Regions from separate parts of the Mus musculus genome. Here region 2 is linked to region 1. Evidence: chromatin contacts called from public targeted proximity ligation data. All regions are on one chromosome and are shown on one strand. The core of a region is the stretch at or near the end of the contact, and the rest is flanking DNA. Distances in the headings are between cores, read along the strand shown. Region 1 has its middle 4.5 kb from the start of Gm9895. Region 2 overlaps Pdcd1lg2 (programmed cell death 1 ligand 2).

Region 1 (7,489 bases), core at 1,332-3,831:
TTTTTTTTTTCCTGGTCTTTCCTGACGTTGATCATTTTGAGACCACAGTTTGGAATTTTATCATGATTAGACTCTTGTGCTATATCTTTCTGTGAACCACTAAAGAAGCAAGCATGCTCTCAAAGGTCGGACCACTGAGCTTTGTACTTCAATGACATCATTAAGGTGACATCCACCAGACTTCTTGATTGTAAATCACTTTTTCTTTTGTAGTAAATGAACTTAGATACTATAAATCAAAACGTCTCTCTATTTCCTTATATGGCTTCATATAAATGTTGATTGTGAAGTACAAAGTCACTTCCGTTGATGTTCAGATTAACCCAGCTTTGGCCAGCAGGAAGAGTTGAGGCTAGTTTAAGCTAGTTTAAGCATCCCTCTCTCCGCACGGTCTTACTTTCTGGCACAAGATTTTCCAGGCTCATTTTTATTTTATTTTACTTACGGTACTGGTGATTTATTTATTTTTCTTTATTTTTACAATGCTGAGCTTGAACCAAGGGCTTCATGCGTGCTTGAAGATCTCCCACCCTGAACCATATCTCTGGCTCTTGTCTTATTTATTTATTTTAAGATTTATTTATTTAACATGAAAGAGTGTTCTTTCTGCATACACACCTGCATGCCGGAAGAGGGCATCAGATAGCATTACAAATGGTCCTGAGCTGGGAATTGGTTGCTGGGAATTGAACTCAGGACCTCTGGAAGGGCAATCAGTGCTCTTAACCTCTGAGCCACCTCTCCAGCCCCTGTTTTACTTTTCACTTTGAGACAAGGTCTCCTACTACAGTCCTGGAAGACCTTGTACTTGCAATCCTGCCTGAGCGCCCTGAAGAACCCAGCTACTTTTCTTAGTCTTACAGTCAGCCACTCGTTTAACCTAAGGGGTCTTGGTCCTTTTAAGGATTCTGTTTAGAAACCAGAACACAGCTGATCTCCCTCCCTTCCAGTGCAGAAAACTGGGGCTATGTGGACATGACCATGTAAGGACTCGGGCATTCCTCTAGATTTATTCCACACACACACAGTGGACTTGATGCTTCTGAGCTCAACCCCATGCAGCTTTCCCTAGAGTTTTCCCTAGAGTTGCATGTTAGCTCTTCAGGAATGGGAAGCTCTGCCCCCCATTAACTCAAACACATCTGTATGCAGTCTTCATGCCACTTGGGCTCCTATGCTCATACCAGACACCTCCAAACAGGACACCCCCCTACGAGTCAGTTTGGGTCACACTGGCTTCTGGTTGCCTGTTTTGCTTGGCTCCTATCTAACTGTATACCAGGTTATTCAAGGAAGAAAATGAGAAATTGTATCCGTTCTTTTGTTATTTTATAGTATTTGTTTTAAAAAAATTATCATACAAGGTATTAGTCATCACAGTATTTGTTTGTTTGTTTATTTTTGGGACAAGGTTTCTTTGTGTTGTCTTGGCTGTCCTGGAATTCACTCTGTAGACCAGGATGGCCTTGAACTCACAGAGATCCACTTGCCTCTGCTTCCCAAGGGCTGGGATTAAAGGCATGCACCACCACCACCGAGCCCTTAAAGCATTTAATTTAATAGATTCTCCTTTCCCTCCCCTCCCCTCCCCTCCCCTCCCCTCCCCTCCCCTCCCCTCCCTTCTCCCTCTCCCTCTCCTCCCCTTTCCACCCCTCCCCTCCCTGCTCTCCTCTCTTCTTTCCCAGGAACTCTATGCTATGGTGTGACCTAAACTGTGTGATTCCCTTGAATTACGCCCTCTTGTGCAAGGAGTCTGTGCTGTAGACTCCTTGCTTCCTCCTTCGAGTCCCAATTCTCTCTGCTTTGGGCTTGGAGCCTTGGGAAGACAGCAAGCACCTCAGGATGGTTCCTCCTTCAGGGCCCCTGGCTGAAGGTCTGCTGGCAGAAGAAACCAGTTCAGCCGGGGCCATGGTCTTGCCTGATAGTTGGCTGTTGGTTCAGGCCAGCCCTATCAGTCACTTGCACGCCGATGCCCTTTGGGGGAAGGGGAAGAGGCGTTGGCTACGGAGCCCCAGCCTTTAACTGTGGGCTGACTTCCCACGTCTCAAAAGACTGCCAAGACAGCCCTTCAGACAGCTTTGTGAGGGAAATGGTTTTAAAAGGTTAGTCCAATTAAACACCCATAAAGGAAACAGTAGATGACTAACAGAAATTACAGGCTAGCTACACTCTTACTGAAATGGCAGACTCATTTGTGTCTTTGAGTAATTTCATAACACACAGTGCTTGCTCATAGAGAATGAAAACTAGGACCATTAGGAGTGTCCATCCAGTCCTTTCATTACCTCCCAGGCCTTGTCAGGTTGCGTTCCCTGGCTTCTCTCATTCAAAGCACGCCATCAGAAACCAAATTACTCATACAAGTGAGAGTTACAGACAAAGTAAATACGTAAAAATATAATCCAATTGAGCTGCCTTTGAGGCTTGAATTTCCAGCAAAACATTTCCTGGGACGGCATTTACGTCGACTCAGCGCCACCTGCCGGTAGGTGGAATCTTAGCAACTGAATGTTCATTGGCCAGGCACGGCCACGTGGGTAGAGTGGGGGCGGGGCAGCTCATTCCGCCTATTCATTCTGAAAGCAGTCAGGTGTGTTGGTGAAGTGCCAGGCGCTGTGTCCTCAGTGAAAGGAATATCATCACTGCCCTGTCTAGTGCCGTACTTCTTAAAACTAGGCACAAGCCGGAATCATCCTGAGATGAAGTTCAGACTTTTAGACTCTCCTCTAAAAAGATTGTAGTTAATGGACTAGAATAGGTCCTGAGAACCTGTATTTTTAAACAGAATGGCTGACTCAGCAGTTCTCAACCTGTGGGTTGCGACCCCTTTGGGGATATTTCACAGGGGTTGCCTAAAATCGTCAGAAAACACAGATATTTACATTGCCATTCATAATAGTAGCAAAATTACAGCTATAAAGTAGCACAAAAAATATATATATATGGTCGTAGATCACCACAGCATGAAGAACTATATTAAAGGGTCACAACATTAGGAAGGGTAAAGACGACTCATCTAGGTGATTCTGAGGAACAGGAAATCCATGAGGAAAAAGTAAATATAGAGAAAAGCCGAAAAATCTGTAAAGGCAATGGGGCCTGGGACTCCCCTACTTCTGCAGGTAGCACGAGGAGCCACAGCCAGAGCAGTTGTAGGCAACTGAAGGCTTAGGTTTGATTACTAGTGTAAGATGGGGGTGTGAGTATGATATGAATGTTGTTGCCCTGCTTTTAACTATGGCTGCAGGTGAGCCCTGGGCTCCCATTCATGTCCTGGATTGACTTGGTTTTGAATATAAGAAACAGGTATAGGTCCTATAGGTCCCCTTCTCAGCATCCTTCTATCCCGTGGGTCCTGGGGGTTGAACCCAGGTCATCACTGCTGTCAGCAAGCGTCTTCATGCACCGAGCCGGACCCCTGGCCTTCTAAGTCCTTTTGTTTTGTATTGGTTTTGCTTTGCTGGGAATGAACATGGCTTTCCTGCTGAGCCCCAGACTAGCCCGTTCTTTATATGACATCACACCATGCCCACAGCTGATCTGATCCAGCCCCTGGAATTCCTTTTATATCTGTGTAACTTTCTCCACAGATATATGTCTGTGGGTGCTATTTGGAGTCAAAAACAGACTTTTTCTGGATGTCCACTCTTTGTCCCTAAGGGGCATGGAGAAACTTCTCACTCTGTTCTTCTGCTGTTGATACAAAACACAGTTCTTGCCTCAAATGGGATAGTTTATTCTGGAGCCAAATGTGGGTGACCACAGCCCAGGAACACAGATCCAAGCAGACCAGAAAGATAGATCCCACTGCAAAGGGCCACATGAGATGTATTAATTATGGAACAAAGTCATAAGTCAAGACAGTTACCAAATACACTGGTGGAGACAACAGTTAGGCAGGCTACAGCAAAGCAGGGAACCTTTGTTATAGGTCCCAGATGTGATCTGCTAACATCCTAACTTCTGGGTTGGTGGAAACTGGTGGTCTGTTAAGAATACATCCTGGGTCAGACACAGGGATGGGCAGTGCATGGCTTTCAAAGATATTTTGCTCGGGTCTGTAACAGTCTTTGTGTATGTGAGGATGTGTAGATGGGTGTGCTTGTGTGTGTGTGTGTTTATGTGTGTGTGTGTGTGTGTGTGTGTGTGTGTGTGTGTGTAAGGATGCCCTTATAAGTGCACAAAGGCCAGGCCAGCCGGGAGAGGTCAGGGGACAGGTGACTTCCTCATTTGCTCTCTGCCTTATTCCCTTAAGATAAAGGAACCTGAACCTGGAACTCTGGTTTTCACTAGGCTGGCTGGACAGCAGGCCCCAGGATCAACCAGTCTCCACGCCTCATTCCCCCTTCCTCAGTGCTGGGGTTGCAGGTGCCAGTGGCCATACCTGCTCTTTCAGTGGGTGCTAGGGATCTGAACTCAGGTCCTCTGGTTGTATATCTGCTGTTCTCCCACCCCCAGTCAGGCTCAGAGACATCTCCCCAGTGCCTGGTCCTCAACAGTTTCTCTCTCCAAGATCATTAGTTCTTCTTCAGTTTCAGTATATATGGTATACACAGGTATACAGGGATGTTTCTTACCTGTTTTCATAGGTCATAAATAGATCACTGTCCTAGTTAGGATTTTACTGCTGTGAACAGACACCATGACCAAGGCAACTCTTAAATAAGGACAACATTTAATTGGGGCTGGCCTACAGGTTCAGAGGTTCAGTCCATTGTCATCAAGGTGGGAGCAGGGCAGCCTCCAGGCAGGCATGGTGCAGGAGGAGCTGAGAGTTCTACATCTTCATCTGAAGGCTGCTAGCAGAATACCGGATTCCAGGAAGCTACGATGAGGGTCTTAAACCTTTGCCCACAGTGATACACCTATTCCAACAAGGCTACACTGTCTAATAGTGCCATGCCCTGGGCCAAGCATACGCAAACTGTCACAGTTACTCAGAGCCATCTACGATGAATAGATTTGGGGGTTCTCCCCCCACCCCCTCCCCAATTCTCCCATTGTCTCAAGCATTGTTCATTGAATTCTTTTGTTTTAAAGATGCTTTTGTTGTTGTTGTTTTATTTTGTTTTTTGTTTTTTCCAAGATTCTTTTCTTTCAGAAACAGGCTACATACATACTCTCTATGTAGCCCAGGCTAGCCTTGAGCTCTCAGTCTTCTTGCTTCAGTCACCCGAGTGCTAGTTACAAACCTGTACCAGCGTGCTGAGATCGCTAGAATATCTTTGAGAAGAGAGTCTTAGAAATGGGATTTCTGTATTAACAGATAGGTATCTATGAAATCGTACTTAAATATTGTCAAATCTCCCTCTCTGTGTATTGTACCATTTTTCATTTCCCTTAATAAAATATGAGCACGTGCTCTCCACTGCATTCTCTTCACACGGCGTCCTTCACTTCAGGTCTGTGCTAACCTGACGTAATTCACTGTGAGCGGCGGCAGGTCCACACTCCTGCTTTCTGTAGCCTGGGCAGTAGTGTTCAGAGGCCTCTCTCCTCCCAGGTAAAACTGCAGAAAACGATCTCAGAATGAGTCTATTCAAAACAGAGCCGTAGTTTATTAAACGAGGCTCCCCTCCCTTATCCCCCTCCCCCCATCATCCTAGAGAGAAAACCTAAGGCTTCACACAGGCTAGGCATGCGTTTCACCACTGAGCTACATCGCCAGCCCTAGAAGAGATTTTTAAATATAGATTAAAACAGGTGTGTGTGGGGGGTAACAGAAAGTTCAGAGAAAGAAACAGACACACCCAAGAATGTGGGAGTCTCCTTCTGAAAGAAGTCATTGTCTTTATACCAGCTATATATGTGTAGGAGTTTGGTGATTAAAAAAAGTTAATGCGTAGGGGTGGGGATGGGAGTGGGGAGAGGGGTGGGGGTAGTGGTGGAGGTAGGGGTGGGGGTGCTGAAGTGTGTGTGGAGGTCAGAGTGCAATGGGCAGGAGTAGGCTTTCTTTCTCCACCATGAGGATCTGGGGTCGGGGGCGGGGGGAGTCAAACTCAGGTCTTCAGACTACTTGAGGAGCCTCCTTGTCTGCTGCGCCATTTCATTGGCCAGATTTGGGTGACCTTTGACACTATCTTTAAGGCATCACTAAGGAATTTTAATAAGATCACAGGGTTGTTTCCCGGAGGCTTTGGAAAGGATCGCAGCTGCTGAGGTAAAAGCCTGGATCAAAAGAGTTGCTTGGGAAGTTCAAATGTTTTCACTGCAACATTGTCTGGTTTGTGAGCGGTCCAGAAAATATTTGGGAGAGAAAGGGTCATTTTCGCAGCTCACACAGGCTCACAGTCTACAGGCAGTTCATTGCTATTTCAACGATTTCATTTGAAAATACTTTTAGATACAAGAAATAGTACACTTAGATTTCAACGGAAAGGTGAATGGCGACTGGAATGACTGGAATTCTTGGTTCTCAGCTGGTGAGAAATTTCAACAAACTTCCATAGTAAGGGTTATTTTCTTCCCATGTCCCTATAATTTCCCATTTTTCTATCATTACTCAACTATAGGTTTAATTGGCATTTATTTTATTATGAACATAACTGAGCACCATTTTAAAAATATTTATTTTTATTATTTTTACTTATGTGCATATATGAGCGTGTGCACAGGTTACCCTTGGAGGCCAGAAGAGGGCGTTGCACTCTTTGTTATATAATTGTGGAATTACAGGCAAGTAATGTGGGTGCTCAGAAACCAACTTGGATCCTCTGGAAGAACAGCCAGTGTTCTTAACCACTGAGCCATATAGAGATATGGGTCCATATAGAGATATGAAACTCCATATATACATATATATGAGCTTATTTTTATCTTTCATTTTTTTCTTTTTCTCCCTTCTTTCCTTCATTTCATTCTTTGTAGTTGAATATTACTTTGAACCTCCCCTATTTATTATTATTATTATTATTATTATTATTATTATTATTTACATGGGTCTTTTGCCTGAAGATAAGTCTGTGGACCTTGTGCATACACTGCCAAGTTGCCCAGAAGAGAGCTCTAGGTCATTCTGAGATTGGAGTTAGATGTTTTAAGCCACCATGTGGGTGCTGAGAACTGAGCCTGGGTCCTCCTTCTCTGGAAAAGCAGCCAGTGCTTTTAACCACAGAGTTTATCTCTTCCAGTTGTAACCCTTGAACTTTTGACCCCCTTTATTTCTGTGTGCCACCATGCCCAGTTTTCATGTGGCACTAGGGATTGAACCCAGGGCTTCATGCGCAGTAGGCAAGCCCTCTGACAACTGACCTACCCCCCACCCCCAAGAAATCATTCTTCCTTCCTTCCTTCCTTCCTTCCTTCCTTCCTTCCTTCCTTCCTTCATTCCTTCCTTCCTGATTGTTGGCTTGTCTTCTTCTTCCCCTTCTCCTCCTCCTCTTCCTTTTCTTCCGTTGGATTGTAGATGGTGGCTTGTCTCTCTGGTCTGCTTCCCACAGCTGTGCTCCATTTTCTTTTCTCCCAGGTTTTAAAGCCCTGCTTAGAGCCA
Region 2 (7,489 bases), core at 2,960-5,459, 390 kb before region 1:
TTATTTTCAAAGTGTTGTTGATACTTTCATAATATACACTGTAAAGGAGTTCTTAAAAACTGCAATAGGAAGCCAAGGATACATACCTGTACCAGGCTCGGGAGGCTGAGGCAGGAGAATTTCTAGTTTGAGATTAGCTGGGGCTACATAGTAACTAAGAGGTCTGTATGAAATGGGAAAACACAAGAACATAGTAGTCCCAAGTTTTATTCATATTTTATTTTATTCTATGTGTATGTGGAGGGGGATGTGTGTATGTGTGGTGTAGGTGTGTATATAAGAATTTGTGTCTGTGTGTGTATGTGACTGTATGTGGGGGAGAATGTGTGTGTGACAGGGTATATGTGAGTGTGTATGTGTGTGCGTGTGTGAGACAGGGTATGTATGTGTGTAATAGGGTATGTGTTGTGACAGGGTGTGTATGAGTGTGTGTGTGTGTGTGTGTGTGTATGTGTGTGACAGGGTATGTGTGTGAGAGAAAGACAGGGTGTGTGTGACAAGGTGTATGTGAGTGTATTTGTATATGTGATAGTGTGTGACTGTGTGTGTGTGAAACTGTATGTGAGGGAGGATGTATGTGTGACAGTGTATAGCTACAGAAACTAAGCATTTACTGGTATGAAATAATTAACTTATTTAAAAGCAATTCTTTGTGCATATATAATTCTACCATTTATTAAAGACAAAAGAAAAATTTTATACTAGTGAGTTAGTTGTATTTAAAATTAATAGTTTTATGGTGAATGGCAGAGAACACCTCTCACATAAATATACAACACAAATTAGCAGAAGTATATTTAGGGGCACTTAAGAAATTTTTGGAAATTCTGTCCTAATAACAACCCAAAACTCATTGATAACTTTTTAATGAAACTCAAGCTAGCAATTAAATCAGCTTTAGAAATAAAATTTCTAATGCAACTAAATATAAAGTTATATGAATTTGACACATATTGAGGAAAAGTGGTAGAAAAATATTAAAAGTGTTTTTATATAGGCATGTAGTGGCTCACACCTTTAATCCTGGCACTTCTGAGGCAGGGGTAGGCAGATCATTGTGAGATCCAGACTGGCCAGGTTTACAGAGTGAGTTCCAAGACAGCTAGAGCTATGTAATGAGACTTTGTCTTATATTATTTGTATGACATAAGACCTTGTCTTGAAATATACTTTTAGAATTAAGTTATTCTATTTCAATGAGATAATAAGACTTTGTATGTACAATAAAAACACTGCAAGCCATAACACAGAATAGTCTCAACTTGGACCCAAGGTGTTTCTGCAGCATCCTTGACATTCAGTTATAGAAGAGCATGCACAGTGTAAAGTGACTGTGTTGTATGTCCAGACCATGCTTTAATGAAGTCATGTGATAACATGAATGAGAACTGCCATAAGCACCTTGCATTTGTTATATATGTATGTTTGAATTGATTATTGCTCATTGCATGTGCCAAGTTTTTTTTAATCCTCATTCATTTAAGCCACCTGTAGTTTAATAAGCTCTACAGATCTAGACTCTGTACAGGTAACTTCTGTGGGACTCTGACTTGGCTTCGTGATTGGCCCAGCATGTAAATGAGAACTCATTTAATTCTTTGGGTTACGACTTCCTCTTCCCTTGTATGGATAATACTATTCAGATTGCTGGTTTCAATTAAGCTCTTTTGCCATAAAAAGAGTCACACATTTTAGAGTTCAACTGTCTATGTTGTGTGACTTTGGGAAGTCACACGGATTTTCTGAACCTCAGTTCCTTCATGGACAAAATAAAGGCACTGCTTTCTGTCCTGGGCAAAGCTTGTAATTTGGAGAGGAGTTGAGGGGGACATTTATCACAGTGCTGGGCAGTGATGTGCAGTGATGTTGGCTGTCTGCAGTATCCAATATTGTAGCCTGTAACTACAGCATGTGAATGCTTTAAATATGGCTACTCAAATGGCCAAAGCAGGTCTGTCATGCTCACCTACAGACAGTAGACTACAAGTTTAATGAGCATTGCAGAAACCCATAACAGACCAAAATCCAAGAGTAAGCACTGCCTTAGATGAGATATCTATTTCACTCCCTCCAACACTCAGGGAACATCATGGAAGAGGGGGAGGAAGGAATATGAGAGACAGAGGGTGGGGGGAGGATCAACAAAACGTCAGACATAGCTGGTGCACTCGGGAACCCAGCATAGCTTGTATATTTGCTCAAATATGCACAAGATTGGTCCTGCCTACATTTCATTATGGATGAGAAGGAATCCACGATGCCCCCTTCTGAGGCACTATTGGGAGGTAATGGTTGCTATGGAAAGGGGTGCCATTTTCTTCAGTGGTGTAACTACCGGTCAGTTGACCTTTAATAAGTAACCTACGCTCATGCCTCATGCTCCCGCAAACAATTTCAATTAAGCTCAGGGGGCTCCACCCACACAAAGAAAACGAGAAAGTAGAGAGGAGACTTGTTGGAAAGAAAACGTCAGTAGGAAAGGAAGGGGAGGTAAGAGTAGAGAAAGGGGGATGGAATGTCTAAAGTTCATGATAGGTTCATATATATGCATGTATGAAATTGTCAGGGATGAAAAAAGAAAAAACTTACAATTTTATTGGGCATTATCTTATATATATATACCACATAGCATTTTAGATATTGAACATATATCTACTGATGAGAGAAACATAGTTCCCATATACTTAAGCCTAGCTGATAAAACAGAACTAGAATTTGCCAACTTCTCTGGAACATATTGTTTCACACTGGATCCTTCAACAAAGGATTGAATGGCTCTATGAAAGGAATAGTTAATAAGACACTTTTATGGACTGGCAATGGCTGCCCTCCCAGTACTCAGCAGGCATCATAAGTTGTGATTATCTGATGAATAAATCTGTACAGGAGCCGAGGAGGCTTCTAGAAAGAAAGGGATGGAGACTTCTCTATCTTTACTGTAGTCTCAGGACAACAATGGCCCAAAGAACTGTAGAAGAGAGAGAAGTTAAAGCTCTTGACTCAGGTTCCTTATGAGGGTCTAGTGTAGAAGGGGCAAATGGTGCAGCTGACGAGAAGGAAGGAAGCCCCTCTTTCCTCATCAGCCATGAAAGTTTAATGGGCTCTGCATGGGACTCTGCTCTAGCAAGGACTCAAGAGCTCTACACCACAGTGGCAGTGAATTAGTTATGGCATCCTCACATGCTACTTGCCATTGGTCTCTGTGCAAGACACATATGGCTGAAGAGGCAGGTGGGACTTCCTGTCGGCCACAGTTGTGTACATTCAACCCCTTACCCACTAGGCCCTCAGCATTGGCTCAGATAGGGCCCTCTGGTGGACTAACTTAGCTCCCTGGGAGGCTAGAAGAGGACCTTAGATCCCCTGGAGCTGGAGTTACAGGTGATCAGGAACTTCCTGATATGGATGCTGGGAATTGAACTCAAGTCCTCTGTAAGATGACTCTCTTAACTCAGGAGCCATTTCTCCAGCCTAATCATCATGGCTTTTCACACACATATACACTTCCATCATTGTATCTCCTTTCCGCTGTGCGGGTACCTTGTCCTTGTATTTATTTTTTTTTTAAGTCTAGAATCTATATATCAAAAGAAATATAATCTCTGTCTGCACCTTCTGAGTAGGGCTTAAAACGATGACCTCTAGCTTCATTTCTTCCCCTGAAAAATGACAGTATTTAATTTTTTCTTTAAGGCTACAAGGTGCTCTGTTATGCACACATATCACATTTTTTTAAAAAATTGTTTATCATTGATGGGAATCTGGCTGATTCTATAACTTGGCTACCATGAAGCTTGGAGGGCAAGCCAAACTCCTTCAGCCCTGGAACAAACTTCCCCTTAAAAAACAAAAAAACCAAAATAAAACAACACAAAACTTCAGCGTGGGTTCAGCTCACTGAAGACTGGACCATGTTCTTCTTGGAGTAGAATGTCCCCAGGGTAATCTCAAAACCCTTCTAGGCTTGAAGTGCTTCTCTGAAGACCCGCAGGCCACAGGCTTACATGGCTTGTAAGTCACTCACCTTCTTCCGTAATACAGCTTCCCCTAGATCCTCTTTCTCTGGATTATCACTATGGCCAGGAAGATCAAAGCGATGGTGCAGGCCGGGATGAAAACATGAAGTGGCCACGTTCTGGGGACTTTGGGTTCCATCCGACCTGGGTGAATGAGAGAACCGGAATCTCATCACAAGGTGGCCCCGAGACAGACTGAGGTGGCTTCCTGTGTGGTTTCTACCACGTGGAAATGAAGTTAAGCCTTCATTCCACATCTCTCTCAAGTAGAGGTTCTTTTCCTTTCACCTCCACCCAGTGAGGCAGCCTCTTCTTTGATCTCCACATTCACCCATGAAAGAAGAAAGGCTGAGAAATGTCCCCAAAGTTAGACAGCAGGTGATTCAGCTATGATGCAGTCCTTTTGTCGCTTTGTTGTTCCACCCACCCACCTATTCGTCATCTTTCTTTTTCCTCCCTCCCACCCTGTCTCTGTCGCTATCTCTACCTCCATCTCTCTTTTCTTCACCATCTGGATTTTCTCATTCAAGTAGAAAAAGTCCCTCAGCTCAAAAATGTATTTTCTCCCTCACTGATAAGAACTCAAGAGCCTAGACTCTGCACTGTTAGTTATTCAATTTTAAACACCAGCAAGGTCCTTTTGAAAGAGCAGAATATCCCCAATGGGCTGACATGTTAAATCCAGCCATTCAGATACAAGTTACCCCTTATCTTGTCTGAACTAACCAAGGTGCTGCCACTGACACATCCATTTAGTGAAGAGGCGATTTAATTTAAAGGCTGGGGAACAGCTTTGCAGAGCACTGGTACCTTCAGGCTGGCCAGATGGAGAGAAAAGAGGGCTACAGAGATGTTGAAAACATGGCAAAGAATAGGCACACAAGTTACCCTATGCCTATTTCTGCTGGCTGCTCTGCTCTTGACCTTCCCTCTACAGAGTATGGGACCATGGGAAAATCTGGCTAAGGAAGGATATATATATATAATCCAGAGTCACTTTAGAGCCAAGGAAGCCTCAGGGATGCTAATCTGTCTATGGTAATTGTTTCCAAGGAAGTAAAACAGCCAGGGTTTTAGATATAGATCTTCTTGATCCAAAACTCAAGCCCCAGAGCTATCATCTTTATCCAAGAGCATGTGAACGCTAGAACCAAAAAGATAAGGGCCAGTTTGGTAGATGTAGGGAGAGGAGCTGAATTGGTTCTTGATTGTGTCAATAAAGAAGGTGGAAGCTAATTGCTGGGTGAAGGGTAAAGGTAGAACTTCCGGGTCCAAGGAGGAGGAGGAGGAGGAGGAGGAGGAGGAGGAGGAGGAGGAGGAGGAGGAGGAGGAGGAAGAGGAGGAGGAGGAGGAGGAAGAGGAGGAGGAGGAAAGAGAAAGGAGTTTGTGGCCATGCTTGGGAACAATGAGATTCTGCTCCCAGCAATTATGCTATCTGACAAGTACTAAGTTAATAAAGCTGTCTAAGTCTCAGAGAGGTGGGCAGAGATAGAGAGAGGCAGTAGCTGGTGGCTAGCTGGGAAGGGCTGGGAGCATAATCGCAGCTCCTGGGAAAGGCACCAGCTGGCCATTGGCGGAGCTAAGCTGGGAAGAATGGGTTTTTCCGAGAGTGGGGATGGCGCAGCAGATCTGCCAAGGAGATAGCATATTTTTAAAATTACATGCAACAGGTAGAGGTGTGTTGCAAACCCTAACTGATCACACTGCTTTTTTTCTACTACATGCATGTTGCAAGGTAGTGCTGTGAGCCAGGCCCCTGCCTCAGCGTCTTTGGGAACCCTTGTTCTGTCCAGGTCTGCTCATAGATCCTTCCATGTATGGAATTTCTGCTTACCCTTGAAGACTTTAGTTTTCTTAGAATGCATTTGGAGGATAGAGTTGGCTCCTAAGCCACCACTCAGTCTGGTATGAAGCCCAGCACCACTGCAGGAGAGACTTAAGTCTCAGTTCCTAGGCTGAATTGACTAGTCTATGTTAGTTACCTTGTAGCAACCTGCTGGTTATTAATCTTACCTACTCCCTCTAGTAGCTACCATGTAGCAACCTGCTGGTAATCTTACCTGCTCCTTCCTTCCCAGTGCTAGGTTAATAGTTAGACATAGAGCTCTCTGAGGGGCTGCTTTTCTAGACCTCATCAGCACTTAAACATAGCCTGTAGTATAAACTAAATTCCGGCTAAGAGTGAATTCTCCAGATCTTGACTTAGAACATCAAAGTTCTCTTCTACTACTCTTTCCTCTCTGAAGGCAGGGATATAGATTTGGCAATGACCCTGATTTGACAATTTAACAGGGACGATATCCCGGAGAATGACAGAGTAACAATATGGAAATAACCTGGGTCATTGAATGACTTACGGAAGGTAGTTGTTTAGCTGCCTGAAGCGTTTTCTCTCTCTCTAAGTATTATGTAAAGAGAAATACACAGTTGTGTTGAGTCATTGCATGTTTGAGAATCTTCATTATGGCAGCATGGGTGACCTACATATTCTTTTCTATTATTTTAAGATAACTGCATTCCCTTTAACAATGATAAGATATGTGATGGAAAAAAATATCCATCCTATTCTTACCATAGCCCTATGCACTCAGAAAGAAGCCAGGAGTCTTGCTGGAGGTGACAAAGTGGCCTCCCTACTCCTTGTTAGTATCATATTTCATTTACCTACACAGTAACTTTTTAAGCATGTGTATCATCATTTACTGTAACTGTATACCTGTGAGACTGAGTTCCCAGAAGGCTCTGTAGGGTAGTCAAGTTCTAAAGCCAAGAGGCGGCAGAGATAGCATTTGAAAGTTTGAAGTCTGGCTTCAGAGTCCACGTTCTTTTCTAGCTCCTTACCTGAGCGGTCCCAAGAGGGCTTCACTTTTCTGCCAGCTCTACCAGGTATTTTACGGTTAATCCCATGACCTAGCCCAGTTACATATGCCAGTGAAAATGTAGCCACTGGCTGAGGACAGCCCTGTTTCTAAAGGAAAATGACCTGATGACTCCCTACCTGCTGACCAAAACTTAGTGCACTCAGTCTTCTGTTCTAGAGTGTCAGACATCCTCCACCTTCTGTTCTAGAGTGTCTGGCACCCTCTGCCTTCCTTCTGTTCTAGAGTGTCTGGCACCCTCTGCCTTCCTTCTGTTCTAGAGTGTCCGGCACCCTCTGCCTTCCTTCTGTTCTAGAGTGTCCGGCACCCTCTGCCTTCCTTCTGTTCTAGAGTGTCCGGCACCCTCTGCCTTCCTTCTGTTCTAGAGTGTCCGGCACCCTCTGCCTTCCTTCTGTTCTAGAGTGTCCGGCATCCTCTGCCTTCCTTCTGTTCTAGAGTAGCAGGCATCCTCTGCCTTCCTTCTGTTCTAGAGTGTCCGGCACCCTCTGCCTTCCTTCTGTTCTAGAGTGTCTGGCACCCTCTGCCTTCCTTCTGTTCTAGAGTGTCCGGCACCCTCTGCCTTCCTTCTGTTCTAGAGTGTCCGGCACCCTCTGC

What was found.
Region 2: a contact with region 1 is called in a targeted proximity ligation map of regulatory T cells, with 4 times the contacts expected there. A contact is called at or near these places in 2 of 484 Hi-C or Micro-C datasets (CD4 T cells and pre-pro-B cells) and 5 of 130 datasets of targeted methods (CD8 T cells, bone marrow-derived macrophages, memory CD8 T cells and 2 more).

Annotation. Positions count from the first base shown.
Region 1 is chr19:29,059,058-29,066,546 of GRCm38.p6, reverse strand. No RefSeq gene overlaps it. Among named protein-coding and RNA genes, the nearest start is that of Gm9895, 4.5 kb to the left of the region's middle.
Region 2 is chr19:29,451,136-29,458,624 of GRCm38.p6, reverse strand. It overlaps Pdcd1lg2 (programmed cell death 1 ligand 2), which reads right to left. Exons shown (of 6, transcript NM_021396.2): 5 at 4,025-4,160. The coding sequence ends at 4,048. Among named protein-coding and RNA genes, the nearest start is that of Pdcd1lg2, 44 kb to the right of the region's middle.